Linked DNA regions of Mus musculus: regions 1 and 2 are each linked to region 3. A link is a contact called in public Hi-C and Micro-C data. All regions are on one chromosome and are shown on one strand. Each heading gives the region's core, a stretch centred on a gene start, on an enhancer-like site or on the middle of the called end of the contact. The rest is flanking DNA. Distances are from core to core; before and after follow the strand shown.

What was found. A called contact is a pair of places that touch in the nucleus more often than the background predicts.
Region 1: a contact with region 3 is called in a Micro-C map of embryonic stem cells, with 6 times the contacts expected there. The contact joins the promoter of Galnt13 here to the promoter of Rprm in region 3. A contact is called at or near these places in 3 of 39 promoter capture datasets (cranial neural crest, maxillary cranial neural crest and second pharyngeal arch cranial neural crest) and 4 of 484 Hi-C or Micro-C datasets (all in embryonic stem cells).
Region 2: a contact with region 3 is called in a Hi-C map of uterus, with 4 times the contacts expected there. The contact joins the enhancer-like site here to the promoter of Rprm in region 3. A contact is called at or near these places in 15 of 39 promoter capture datasets (the C10 cell line, HPC-7-derived erythroid cells, cranial neural crest and 10 more), 2 of 15 datasets of contacts at CTCF or cohesin (large pre-B cells and pro-B cells), 10 of 484 Hi-C or Micro-C datasets (liver, nephron progenitors, neural progenitor cells and 2 more), 10 of 115 datasets of contacts at active chromatin or transcription factors (bone marrow-derived macrophages, craniofacial prominence, differentiating embryonic stem cells and 7 more) and 1 of 9 other capture datasets (macrophages).

Annotation. Positions count from the first base shown.
Region 1 is chr2:54,433,997-54,438,743 of GRCm38.p6, forward strand. It overlaps Galnt13 (polypeptide N-acetylgalactosaminyltransferase 13), which reads left to right and starts at 2,391. Exons shown (of 13, transcript NM_173030.2): 1 at 2,391-2,733.
Region 2 is chr2:53,679,263-53,683,869 of GRCm38.p6, forward strand. No RefSeq gene overlaps it. Among named protein-coding and RNA genes, the nearest start is that of Gm38481, 15 kb to the right of the region's middle. Within about 2 kb of position 2,554, at least 10 of the 459 cell types and tissues checked have an H3K27ac peak or open chromatin away from gene starts, as enhancers often do. A contact at or near this core is called in uterus, where this site is marked.
Region 3 is chr2:54,082,475-54,087,135 of GRCm38.p6, forward strand. Rprm (reprimo, TP53 dependent G2 arrest mediator candidate) reads right to left here and starts at 3,078. Exons shown (of 1, transcript NM_023396.5): 1 at 1,619-3,078. The coding sequence starts at 2,830. The coding sequence ends at 2,501.

The DNA of each region.
Region 1 (4,747 bases), core at 1,141-3,640, 350 kb after region 3:
AAATTATAACAAATAAAACATTTAAGATATAACTGATATTTGTTCATTATTTGCTACTTGTCCCAGATAGATATTTTTACCAGACTATTATTCAGATATAATAGCTCTTTTCAATGAACTTGACAGTGTTCTATTTTATTATTCTTTAGTATTGACTTTTTCTTTAACTTTAAAGTGGCTTTTATCATGATCTCAACTTGCAAAACTTTTGAGTTTGTCTTTGCTTACTCATGAGTGTATTCAGCTAGGCCTTTCAGGCTTGGAACATTAAATAAGTTATGCTAATAAGGCAATTTCCTGCCTTGAGTTATGACCTTTGGCTATCACTTGTCGATTCTAACTTTGATTACTTGGTGAAATGTTATGTTCAGATTCATCCACTACGAGTAATTTTTATCCCCTGCTAATTAAGAACCCGCGTTAGGTGACAAAAATAGACTTAAATGATTCTCCTCATCCTTTGCAATATTGCTTTGCAGTTTCTTCCATCAAGACATAGGCTGCTCAAACAGAGGCATGCCTGGAAGAAGCCTTCCTTGACAAGCCTGAGAACTTGGGGATATTGCAGATGTTTATTGTTTTAGGCCATTAAGACTTCAGATGATGTGTTCTGCAGCAAAAGCTAATAATTTCTAGAAGGCACATCGGGACTCCATAAATACCAGTTACATACATAACTTTTGCCAACAAGATTTATGAATCTTGCCCAAGTTAAGTATTATTACAGAGGTTGTGAAACAGTATTGCTTCTTTTTATAGCAATGACAAATGTAAAGGTGGGGGGCTATATGTCTCTCAAGGACACACATGAGTGGTAAGTTATTGTGCCCGCATTTGAACAGTCATCTTTCATTTGTTGGTCCATGGCATTTCTCAATGTGTCACGGAGGTAAACGGCCTGATGTCAGCATTGGAAGTCACAAGTGAGAATAATAAAGACAAATTCTTGAAACTCCCTGGTGTTATCAGTGTGACCTTGTATCCTATCACATATATTAAATGTTAACCCCGGTTAAATGGTTCATAATTATTGCTAATTTTTATTTTGATACAGGTATCGCTATATTGCCTTGGTCATCGACAGCTGGGTTCAAGTCATACTATTACCCCAGCTTCTCTAACAGCTGGAATTGCAAGTTGATGCTCTATATTTATAGTAGCAGGATATGACAGTGTGGAAGGAACATTTAATGTGATTATACTAATTTAGATCGATAATTAATTCATAAAAAGATGCAAAGCTAAATCTCTAGAAATTGCTACTCCCGAGTATAATCAAGAACATCATTGACACATTACATTATAATTAATAGTTTCATATGTTTGCACAATATAGCTCTTAATATTTTTGAAGTAGCTGTCATATTGTCCCCTATTGCGCCAAATAAGTCACGCCTCATAAGAGTACTGTAAGAAGAACTTGTCTTTTTACAAATAAGATGTAAAAAAATGAACAAAATCAAGGACCAAATGGGCGAATGAGCAACTAAGCAGATTCTTGACCTCAGCACCCCCAGGTTTCCTGAATTACCCCACGCCGCAGTGAGGGAGGGGTATATTCCCACGGAGTCTTCCAGATCCCACTGCCTGAATATTGGAGCTGTGCCTTGTGCGAGACACTCTTCTAAAATGCTACATATATTGTAACCGTGTTTAGAACGGCAGATCTTCTGTTACCTTATACTTACACATTAATTTGGCTATGTACACCTTTGAAGGAGAGATTCAAAGCCCCCCTTTTTTTCCTTACCCCCACCCCGAAGATTACACCAGAGCGCTCTCTCTGAGATAGGGTTCAATTACAGGTCTCGGGGGGGGGGGGGCGGGAGGCATTGAGTCCCAGGATCTTGTTAGGGAATCTAAACCTTAAAGGAGAAGACACCAAAGTCTGTCTATCTCTTCTGCTTCAGAGCCTAAGCCCCAAGTCACTGGCTGCATCTCTCTACCAAAGAACTGACCGGCAGGGTGCGGTTTCTGGAACTTTCCCCGAGGGCAGTCCCCAGGTCCTTGGTTCTCTTCTCCGATACTCGCTAGCGCAGGGGCGAGCACTGGGTATCGCAACTGGGCTTTGTGCCGGGGCAGTGGGGGTGGGGGTCAGGGCTGGCGGCGATGTCCACACACTCTCCGGGCTAGGAGGCGACCCCACAGTTGCTTTTGGGGGCCGTGCCTGCCAAGTATCGCGGGACTTGTGCGCCTCGCAGGAGCCGCGGCTCCGGGAGCAGCTGGAGCGCGCTCGGGTGCGCAGCGCCCCAGCCCGGGGAGGAGCGGGAGCCGGGCGGGAGGAGGACCGGGGTGCTGGTTACGTAAATGATCCTAGCCCAGTGACAGGCCTCCGGGCTGGGGCTGCGGGAGGGGGAGGGCCCGGCAGAGGGGGCGGGGGCCAAGTGACCAGGCGGTGGCGGCTCTGCCGAGGTGACAATGTGCTAGGAGCCCCGCTCCGTGTCTCCTGCGCCTCCTTGGCCTGGGCGCCTCCTGGCAGCGCTCTCGGAGCCTCGCGGCCGCTTGCCGCGCTATGAGGGAGCATCTCCGGGGCTGGCCGAGGCCCGGGCCGCCTCGCTCTGCTCGCCGAGAAGTGTGAAGAGAGGCGCGGGCGGGAGCCGGGGCTGCGCGCGGCGGCGGCTCCAGGTGAGCGCGGCTCTCGGCGCAGCCGGCCACTGGTCGGGCTGGATCCAGGCAGCATCCCGTGCGCGGACCGCCGAGCTCTCTCCGCGGGATCGACAGCCACCGTAGCAGGTCTCAGTCTTTCTTCTCTCTCTTCTCTTCTTGGTGACGGTTTGGGACGGACCCCTTTCGGACCGCAGGAGAGTCCGGCTGGGCGCCGCAAAGTCCCGCCGGTGAGTGGCAGGGCGCAGAAGCCCAGCAGGGTAGGGGCACGGGTGCCGGTGGATCTGGAGAGTCTGTCTCTGGGGACCCGGGAGCTCGGCAGCCCGAGGCTGCAGGCGCGGCGGAAGGATGGAGAGGCGCAGAACTTTCTGCAGCCGCCCGCCCGCCCGCCCGCCCTCCTCTAGGCTTTTCCCGCTACCCTCTGAGCTGGGATGCGCAGGTCCCTATCCACGCCCTGGGGGCGCTCTCCGGTGCCTTAAGTGCCTTAGCGTCCCTTCCTAGGCAACTTTCTGTATCAGCAGCGGGCACCCCTGTGTGCGATGCTGATGCTGCGGGTGCTACTACTCTTGACACCGGGCATGCTCTGGTTCTTGGATATTTTCCTCGACAGCTTGCTCTTTCTGTTAGTGCCCCAGCCGCCCAGAGTCACATTCTCCTCTTGTATGCCTCTGTCACTGACTCAGTTTGTAGGTCTGATTTTCTTTCAGGCTTTTGGTTCCAGTGCATATGCACCATCCTTGCGTCTGTTTCTCTTTCATTCTATTTGCTCCGGTCTTTCTTGAGCTGTCATAGAATCGCTGATGTACTGTTTCTTTCGTTTGTCTCTCGTGCAGTGTTTCTCTCTTTCTGTGTTTAAGCCCCTCGTTGCCTGTCTCTTCCCCTGCTCCCAGTTTGCTAATCCATAGATGCTCTTGTTCTGGGAACTCCCAGATGCACAGACCTCCTTATTTTGCGCCTTTGGGCAGGCGGGAGCGAAGCAGCTTTCCTGCATCTGGGCTGCCTTGGAGCTGAATGAGAGGTTCAGGGGCTGGAACGGAGGGTGTCGCTCCAGCCTTCCCACCCAAGGTCCAAGGGCACGGCGCCATGGGAACCCAGTCCGCGGAGGCTTCTGGACTGACCAGCAAAAGCAGTGTGAGAGAGTGAGAGCCCCTCACCTGCCCTGTGCCTTGGACTGTGGTTAGCTGAATTTCCAGGTGGAGAGTCTTCATTTGCAGCTTTCCAGATAGCTAGGGGAGACTATTCCATGGATGGGCAAATAGAATCTTAGGGATTAAGGCCAGGCAAATGTCAAAAGGTGGATGCTTGCATGAGGTAAATGCATTGCTAATGAGAAAGGAGCTCTGCCTCAACCATTTCACACTCAGCCTTTAGGAGAGCAGTGTCCCCTGGAGATACACCAGCCTCTCTCACCAGAGTAGCTTACAGGTTTATTTGCAGGATTAAGGGTACTTGACCACCCCTATGGCATTTTTTGTGGCCTTGGGGGGGGGGTCCCCAGCTTTTGGCAAAATTTGTTGCTCAAAATTAATCAGCCTCTCTCTCTCTCTCTCTCTCTCTCTCTCTCTCTCTCACGCACGCACACACACACACACGCACACACACGCACACACTGCTTATGTTGTTGTTGTTGTTCATGCCCTCTAGTGTTAAAGAAACCTGCTGGTCTGAGAATTTTGAAAAGTAAGCTCACACTACTGGTCTTCACTTTTGGGCTTCTCTCCTCCAAGGGTCTCGCTTCCTTTGTCATACACATTCTTTCCTTTTCCTCATTGACTTTTGCGACTGCACTCCTAATCTATTCTTTCTTGATCTGCAGTCTTCCTCTGCTGCAGAATTAGATTGGTAATATTGAAACCCTCTCCCTTTGACTTCAGAGATAGATGGATCTGGAGAATGTCCATTGCCCAAGGCAGGTTTTGAAGGTTTAAGAAAGGTGCATTTTTTTTCCACGTTCGTCACAAACCAGGATTTCTCAACTCCTTTTTTTATTCCCTTGATTACCTTCAACTCCATTGAGAATTTGGATGGCTGCTCTTGCATGATTAAACAAAGGCTTTAAATTATTTTCTTTGTTGCCCATCCTATTTCAGGATGTAAGGTACATGTGAATAAGGGGCACTTTGTATCAGACCAGGCTTACAGG
Region 2 (4,607 bases), core at 1,304-3,803, 400 kb before region 3:
TTACATTGTTTTATTTGTTTTACATTTTAATTACATTTATCTATTTGAGATGAATGTGTGTGTGCATGTGTGTTTGTACATGTGTCATGGCACATATGTGGAGACCAGAAGACAGCTCACAAGGGTCAATACTTTCCTTCTGCTGTGGGATCCAGGGAACAAATTCAGCTATAAATTCCTTTTTATACATTGAATGATCTTGCAAAATCTTATATTGTTTTAAATAAAAGTTCAAAGCTTTTAAAGGAAAAAGACCATATATCCTTAGACATTTTCATAAGGACAATATTTGTGAAGCAGTAATGGAAGGTGAGAGGATGTTGGGGAGAGAGGAATAATCAGAATGGGGGGAAGGGAAGTGGCTACAAGAATGGCAGGCACTTGCAGAAGTTACCAGAGGGGAGAATATGCTTGGGCCAACCATCTGTGCATTCCTTGTTTTGCTTTCCTCTTGTATTTCATATCTAGGTGCACCATAAAACCTTGCCAATGCTCTCTTCAAGTATGTTTGGAATTGAGACTTTTGCACCATCCCTACCTCTGCACTGCATCAAGCTATTGCTGTCTATATTTGCAAACACATTCTGAATCTGGCTCTTGACTCTGACTTCTTAGAACCCATTCTCAACATAGTAGTGGTCAGGAAGACTGGCTGAAAACCCAAGTTAGGCCAGCCTACTAGTTAGACTATTTTAGTGGCTTCCTATTTTTAAGTCAGACCTCAAGTCTTGTATTAAGTAGTAAAGGTATTCTTACTACTTCTTACATTAGCTAAGATGTTTTGAGGTTCAAAGTAATACTGATACTGGGCTGGCAAGATGGTTCAGTGTATAAAGGTGCTTGTTGCACTGCTTGATGATATGAATTCAATCCCCAAGACTCAAGTGATGAAAAATGGTTTTATGATTTTTATGTGCACATGCATATATGCTATAACACATGTATACACACACACATACTCAGAGGGGGGGCGGAATAAGAATGAAAAAAGAAGTATTTGATTGTTGTTGGGCTATGATTCCCAAAATGCTGATTCCATTTTATTGTTGTTGCTGTATTACTGACATCTGCTCAGCAATCCCCAAGTGATCCAGATTAACACTCAGGGATGCATAGGAACCACTGTCCTCCACTAACTTCTTACTTTCCTTTCCTCCCTTTACCCCCTTCCCTCTTCCTTACTTCCTTCTCCTTTTTTCCAGACTTCCTTGGTATACTCTGGGTACATTGGCTTCCTGACTCTTGCTCAAACACCCTAGCTGCAAGCTCTGAGTCAGCTGATGCTCTTTCCAAGCGTTCAGATGGAATACTGTGAGACTCTTTAAAATGTCAAGTACCTTTGCATAAGGATTCCTGGAAAATGATGAGGGGCAGGGCCTTGATTAGCCTCTTGTCTTTTTTTTTTTCTTTCCTGAATCACACTTTTCAAGATTGACCAGATTGCATTTCTCTCACTAAAATAACACGCCATATGAAAATTTAGCCTTTTACCGTGGACGCTGTGCCTGCAAGATAACTGGTCTAAATGGCTGGTCTAATGGCTGGTCTAAGAGATAACATTACTGAGGTTTCCGTAGATGTGCACAGAGCTGTCTTATCTAGCAGAAGTCATCTGAAGATGGAAGTAACTTCCCACACACAAGAACAGGAGAGGGATGTGCACAGAAACTTTGATACTGTTTAGGGTATTCTCTAGCACAAATATATGATACTATGTTGTTTTTAAATTAGTTATGATAGTCTATTGCTGTTGATCAACACAAAAACAGAAATATAAGTATTGATTATATAAAACCACTCAAGGAATAGCTTGGATGGGTTTAACTACTTAATTCTTTTTAATCCAATAGATACCCCTTGTTTTTGCAAATAACCACACAATATAAATAAATCACATGATTTCTTGTACAAAGGAGGTTCAGAGCCCTATGGTCTCACTCTTCAAAATACACCATGACCCCAGGATACCTTCCACACAAACTTTTGAGACTTGGTTTTGAATATTATCATCTCTGTAATTAGGATGATGTGGTTTATTCATATGGCTTAAAAATAGTCACTTTAAAATGCACATAACCCTTGGGAAAGATTCACTTTAAGCCGGAAGGCTCATGTATATTTCAGCAGATGTGCGTTTTTAAAGAGCTTGGGACCTAATGGAAGCTCAACAAGTCTTTAGAGAATGCGTAAATCAATGTAGTAAAGTGATGGGATTTGTTTGAGAGTGGGGTGGGGCACAGATGTGAGTCTCACACTCAGAGAGTACTGAGCTTTGATGACCTTATGTCTAAGAAGATAGCACAAAGAGTGACCTTCAAACAACAGAGTAACCTGGAGAGGTTGCCAAGTGCCTGGCGATGAGAGATCTCTGTATTCATATACACAACGGAGTTTGTGTATAGTTAAGTTCAGAATAACCCACAAAAGACCTCACCTGATATTTAGCAGATTCAGTGAGGACCAGTAGTGAAACTCACAAGAATATTGCTCAAACACCATCTCTTAAGAACTGCATGGGATCTCCTCCAGGTTTCCTTATCTAAGATGTTGCTAGAACACAGAAACACAACGCACCATGTGGGCTTCCTCCTACTCCAGGCCTCTGCTGTGGGAAGGGAGAAGCTTCAGTTTTAATTCAGGTTGGGACTTTTGATTTATTACCGAAATAAAATGTTTTGTGATTTAAAGTAACTCTCCGGCTTTTTTATTACCTAAGAGTGCCCAGAAAAAATAATGGGGCTGTGCAATTGTTCAACTGGAGGCAATGGCAGTACTAACCCAAGAGAATAAATTTGAAGAGACAGTGTGAAATAAAAATGAAGTTGTTTATAATTCTACCCTGTGAGTCATGCTTGTTCTGTGTATCTACTCCACAGCCTGCCCTGATTAGTATGATATCGATTCTCATGTCAGCCTCAAAATATTTCTGTACCAACTCAGCCACATCTTTAGTTGGTGCTGAAATTACTAGTGAGTTTTAAGTCTGCATGAAATTATTAAACTGGGTAATTTTTTTCATCTTTAAATAGGTAACTCATCTGAGCAGTCTTTGCCTAGGATGGTCAAAGTTTGTGACTAATATAATTGCTGCTGTTAGTAGGGAAGAGTCTACCAGTATGGGGCTCAAAGGCCCCCTGTTTTTGTAGTCATGTGGTCCCATAAAGAAGAGCTCATGCTGATTTGACCCAGGAGTTTTAAACCACTGAGGGACTGTTTTTCATGGACTATGGTTTTTTTCTTGATAGAGATATACCAGTGAACAGACAAAACCATGACTTTTGTAGGGAAAAACTAGGACTTCAGTCTTCTAAAATTAATTGTTCTCTTGAAATTTAGGGCAGCATGGTATTGCACTTGTTGGTAACAGATACAATTTCAGTCTCTAACAGTTGTCATGGAGTCTGGCAAAATGGCTCTTTCCTGTCCTCCTGGATCAGACTTCCCGAAGAGTCCTGATATATTGAGATTTGTGGCCCTCTGAGCTGGAAGATAAGGCTGTCTTGTGTTTCTTTTATTTCTCAGACAGCAGCCAGGCATGGCGCTCTGCACACAATAAGTGTCAAAGAAAGCTATTGACTGACTGTCTGGCTGTTTCTGTCATTTAGAATGCATATCGCTGCCCATTGTTTACATTTGAAACCAAGCAGCATTAATCCGGAGGTTCTGTGGTTTCTGGATACCTTTTACAGCTCTCTCCACACTTAGACTAATTACTAGGCAGGACATCCTTTCTATTTTGACAGTTAAGATGGAAGAAAATGAATTTAAAAAGAAGATTATAAAGAACAGACTCACAAGAAGAGCATTGAAGCTAGTTGAAAGTTATCTCAAATCCTGGTGTCCAATGTCTTTAACTTATAATTTCCCATTTTGATAAGGCATAAATTAAGTGGCTCCATTATTTTTCCACCAAAGTCACAAAGCAGTCATTTTATATTAAATAAAATTCCCTGACCTTGTGTATAAGTATTCTCAACATTTTTATCTAGGTGTGCATAAGAATACATAACCCCTCCTTTTCCTATTTCTGGAAGTGAATTTTCTCCTTGCGTCTTCTGTATGGATGAATAGAGAGACGACCTGTAAAGAGTGGGTAAGTACAGCTGTTTATCCCTCTGCTGTAATGTTAATAACACTAATCAGCTCTCACCTTTGCTAAACTTAGAAACAAGCCTAGCCTTAGGCAAAGCTGAGAAGCTGCCTTTGATTTCCTCCTGACTTTATTTTCTTAATATCCACTGGCAGTCTCCTTCTAGAACACAATGCTCAACCTTTCATTGCCCTTTGTATGCCTAAGCCCAATTTCATTCTAGGCTACACCTCAGTTTCCTCCCAGAAGAGGTCTGCTAAATCAGGCTTCTCTGAGCTCCTTCTTCTGGGTTCTGAGTTGCTTTCATGTATCCATCCTCCAAGGCTTGCTTTGTATCTGTATATGACCAACACATCTATCAAAGTTATCATCACCAATTATTATCCAACATCTTTCAAAAGAGATGCATCAAATGCACATGGAAAGTGTGTAAATCAAGCATGAGTAAGGTTTGAAACTGTGGTTTCAATATGCTTGGCCCAGGGAGTGGTGCTATTAGGAGGTATTGTCTTGTTAG
Region 3 (4,661 bases), core at 1,828-4,327:
CCTGCCTTGTTACAAGATAAACTCATCTCAGCGTTTTGTTTTCCTCTGAAACACAGAGGCAGCAGATTCACTTGGTGCCACAGAAACTGTCTACAAAATAAGATGTCTGTCTCATTTCCTCTCCCACGTGTTCACAAACGGAACGTGTCCTCCTTCCTACCTGTTGACTGTTGACCCCACTACACAAGAAAAGAAACAATCAAACCTTCTCTGTAAAAAAAAAAGTCTAAACAGAACGAACTCCTCTCTCTCTCTCTCTCTCTCTCTCTCTCTCTCTCTCTCTCTCTGTGTGTGTGTGTGTGTGTGTGTGTGTGTGTGTGTGTGTGTCTATGTGTGTGTGTGTGTATAAATGTGTGTTCACTTAGTTCACTTATCTTTTACACTGTTAACATTAAAACCCAGAAAACCCTAGGCTACAATTTCTAGCAAGGTTGACTCTGAGAGGAACCCAGGAGCCTTTGAAGTACAGGCCATGTAGTGTAAGTTGTACCATTTCTTTCTGTACAAATGGGACATTGTATTTCTGTTTCCTGGTACTATAGCAGATTCTGAAGTCTTTGCATTTTTTAATTATTATTATTATTACAGTATCCTGGTAGAAAATAAGACAGGAAGAAAAACCTCTCAAACCTTTGTTCGTTTGAACTTCAAACTATTGGAACCTTTAGGATGTTTCCTAGGCCCTTCTTTTTAACATTGTTCAGTTTCTGGGCCCTAAATGTGTCTGTGTGGCCCCCATCTAATCTATAGCCATGCCAGCCATGTGTTCTAGTTTGGTTTGTAGTAGTCTGCAGCTAACTCCTTTGAGCCCTCTGCTTGGCCCAGGCCAATGGATGGCTGACTTAAGATGAAGACAGATGTTTGGAGTCTCTCTCTCTCTCTCTCTCTCTCTCTCTCTCTCTCTCTCTGTGTGTGTGTGTGTGTGTGTGTGTGTGTGTGTGTGTGTGTGTGTTATTTTTACTTAATTGATGGACTGCATATGTTAACAGGACACAATATAATGCTTTAATACATGTACCCATGATTAATTCATCACCTCAAACATTTCTCATTGCTTCACGCTCGCTTATCTTCCTTTCTCTAGAAACCATAATACGTCAAAAACAACTAAGCCCTTCTGACTTGGAGACAATGCTTACCCTGGCTGGTATTGAGAACTTTGACCACTACTTTTCCTGGGAATCTGTACTTTTCTTTTTCTGGGGCAACATCCCCTTGCCTTCCTGCTGACGTGGGTAGGGGAAAAGATGCTCTCCCTAAAGACTGGCTTGGCTGTCTCCTCCTTTCATTAGCGGGGTAACCTAGAGTTCCCCGAGGAGCCTGGCACGGAAGTGTAATTTCCCGCGAGAACCTACCTGACATTCGAAACGAAATGAAATTTTAAATCATAAATATGCGAGAAAACAAAGGCCGCTGTTTTCGAGATGGCTTTTATGCCTGGGGCTTCGTGTGTGTCACAAATCCCTGGGCTCTCTGTCCAGCCCCTCCTCCCCTCCATGGATCTAAGGATCTATGAAGTAGAATCGCAGCTATGGCCAGGCGAAACCTTCTGGCTGGGACCCAGAAGCTGCGCAGCCGACCTTCCCCTCCTCCAGGAGAACAGAATGACTACCAGGAAGCCAGAAACAAAACACTTAAATGTTGCATTTATTAAGGAAATGTTAAATAAGAAAAAGAGTCAAACGGTGTCACGGATATCAAGAGCACTTTTGTGGCGTAAACCGTGCAGACAGGAGCTAAGAATTCTACTCTGGATCTTTGTCCCGGGCGTAGCTGGAGCGCTAGCCTCCCATAAAGACCCAGCTGGAAATGCACTAAAAGAAAGCACTTACCCCATTCACAGTCTCAGACTCCCCTCCCCCCACCCGTTCTCCCAGAATGACAAAAAACTCTAACCCGCAGGCAGGCAAACAGGCCACTAGGACACAAAAGACTTATCAAATATTTGTATTCAAGCAAACTAACACAAATCCCCTAAAACCACAGGTTACTATCGATCAAAGTTTCACTCTCTTAGTAGGTCGCAAAACCCACACGCATCTATGTTCCTTCCCAATTAGGTCTGCAGCGTGGCGAATAAACAGTCACTTTTTCCGGTCACTGGGCCTCTGAATACACACCCATCCACACCCCGCCTTGCTCGGCCTCTCAAGCTGTCCCCAGTGCTGAGCCCACCTGCAGGTGGAAAGGGGCCTTCGCCGCCTGGTTCATCTCCCAGTATCCCACGCCAGCAGCCACTCCCAAAGTTCTGCGCCCTGCTTTTGCCACCTGCTGCTGTATCCCGAAGTCTGGGCGCTCCTCCTGTACAGTCTTGCTTGGGGCCTTTCGAAGAGCTATCAGAAATCGGTCACTTTTTCCCCAAAGGCAGAAGTCAAGAGAAAAAAACTGACTCCGACAGGTTTGCGTTGCTCGGTCCGTGATGGTGAGGGGTGCATCGCGGCTGGCGGAGTACTGGAGGTGCCAGAAGGGAGGCACCCGCCGAGGGGGACCCGAGGGCCACTCAGTAGGGTCCCACGACCACTGCCTCCACCTCTTTAGACGGCCTCCGGTCCTTCACTAGGAAGTTGATCATGCCTTCGGACTTGATGAGCAGGTTGCAGCCAAGGAAGAAGATGCCAAAAACCACAGTGAGCGAGAGCACACACATGACTGCGATCTGCACCACACGCATGATGTACAGGCTGCGCTCGTCGGGGCCTCCCTCGGCGAAGCCATCGTCGGTCACCACCGACGCCTGGGTGCAGCAGCGCACCGCGCGCTCCAGCGCCTCGCTACTGTTGACCAGGAACAGGCCAGCCACGTCGGTCTGGTTGCCCAGCACTGAATTCATCACGAGAGCAAGCGGGAGCCGGGAAGGCGAGGATCGGAGGGGTGGGGACCAGAGTGGCTGTAGCGCGGGACGAACAGGTGCCCGGCGGAGCGCTGGCTTGATCACTTGTGCGCGCAGGGCTCCTCAGTCTCCCTTTCAAAGTCCCAGGTCCGTAAGTGTCTCAAGAACCTCTTCAGGGCGCGCCGCAAGCTGGCTCCTGTGCGCTGTGTTCTGCCCAGGCAGTGCTCGTTCCCGGCGCTCGCACGACTGGGAGCTCTTGGAACTTGGCGGGTTGGGCCGGAGGGGCCGTGGGAGGCGCGGGCCTTGGCGGTGGCCCGGCTCCTGCTCCAAGCGAACAGCGGCCCCTGCTGGTGATAGAGCCTTGCTGCGCCCGCTCGGCTTAGAGGGGCGGCTAAGATAGGAGCTAACCTAGCAGCAGGCTTTGTGCCTTCTGCATTTCCAAGGGCTAGGCAGGGTTCACTATGCACTCCTGATCTGAAGAGCAAGTAAAGAACTTGGAGAGAAAGGCTGAAAGTTGCAGAGGACCCGGATCACACCCTCTCTTAAGTGTGTCCTTCGAAGCCACCCTATCACCTCTGAGCAGATGTAAGGTGGACAGGTACCAGATGGCGCTGGTCAAGGTACTGGCCTGCTGCCTGTGTTTGGCTGCTGCCTGTTCTTGTAAGCTTTCTGGTGGAGTATTGGAAGACAAGGCAGGTGGGAAGACTGGGAATTTCTTCTCTCCCCACCCCCACCCCCGTTTTTTTTTTTTTTTAAGTAGGGGGTGTTGCTGATGTTATTGTTGTTTTAAGGAAGGGAGAATGGAGGAAAACCTTAGAAATCATAAAAGAGCTACGTCCGCACCCTACTTGGAAAGCTCTTACGTGTGTAGTAAAGCGGGGTTTGTAGTGAGCTGTGAGGCCCAGGCAAGGCGCAGGTCTAAGGAGGTGCTTGCTCTCTTTGTGGTTTGTGTGTGGAGGTGGTTACCAAGAACAGGGTCACCTCTCTGTTAAGGGAGGTGGGCAGAGTGACCAACCACTTCATTGCCACTTTAATTGCGGAGGAGTTTTTGGATGAGCTTCCAGTGTTTTCTGTCCTTGGCAGAAAATCAGTGGTTTAAGGGAATTGCTCATCTACATCCATCAGCTAGAATGTCGGCCAGCAGCTGGGCGCCTCCCTCCAGAAGCTGTTGCTCCCACCCACCCTGCCTTCCTCACCACAAGGCAATCTGCAGGCATTTCGGGGAGCTGCAGACACTCAGTCCATAGTGGCTGTTGGGTATAAGTGCTACCAGAGGAGCCTTACACACAGGCCACTTCTACTTTGTTTTAGACTCCAGAAGATACAGGATCCTCTCTTCTCCTTCCCTTTTCTCCTGTCCCTTGAATCGGTCAATCAAAGCCTTAGAATCCTGACTTTGGTGATGATAGGCATGCACAGAGCCTTCTAATTACACCATGCTTGCTTGTTAAATTCCCTCTGTAAGAATCACTCATTCCACATTCAGATCCTCTGAATGTACTGGCATTATTGGCATCCTTGTAACGTGCTGCCATCCCTCAAGCACAAAGGAGAGCCTTTTAGGCAAGTTTTTTTTTTTTTTTGAAGTTTCAGTTTCTTCTAGCTGTCTAGATTCTTTTATTACTGAGAATAGAGAGGTGTGAACAGCAAAGAACCAGGCTCCCAGGACTTAGCCATACTTTCCGTGGCTTAGTTGCTCTAGTTTACATATATATACATATGTATATATGTATATGTATATATGTATACATTTATATGTATAGTATATTGTATACAACATATAAAATCATATACTATATATAAATTCTATATATAATTCATATATATGTCA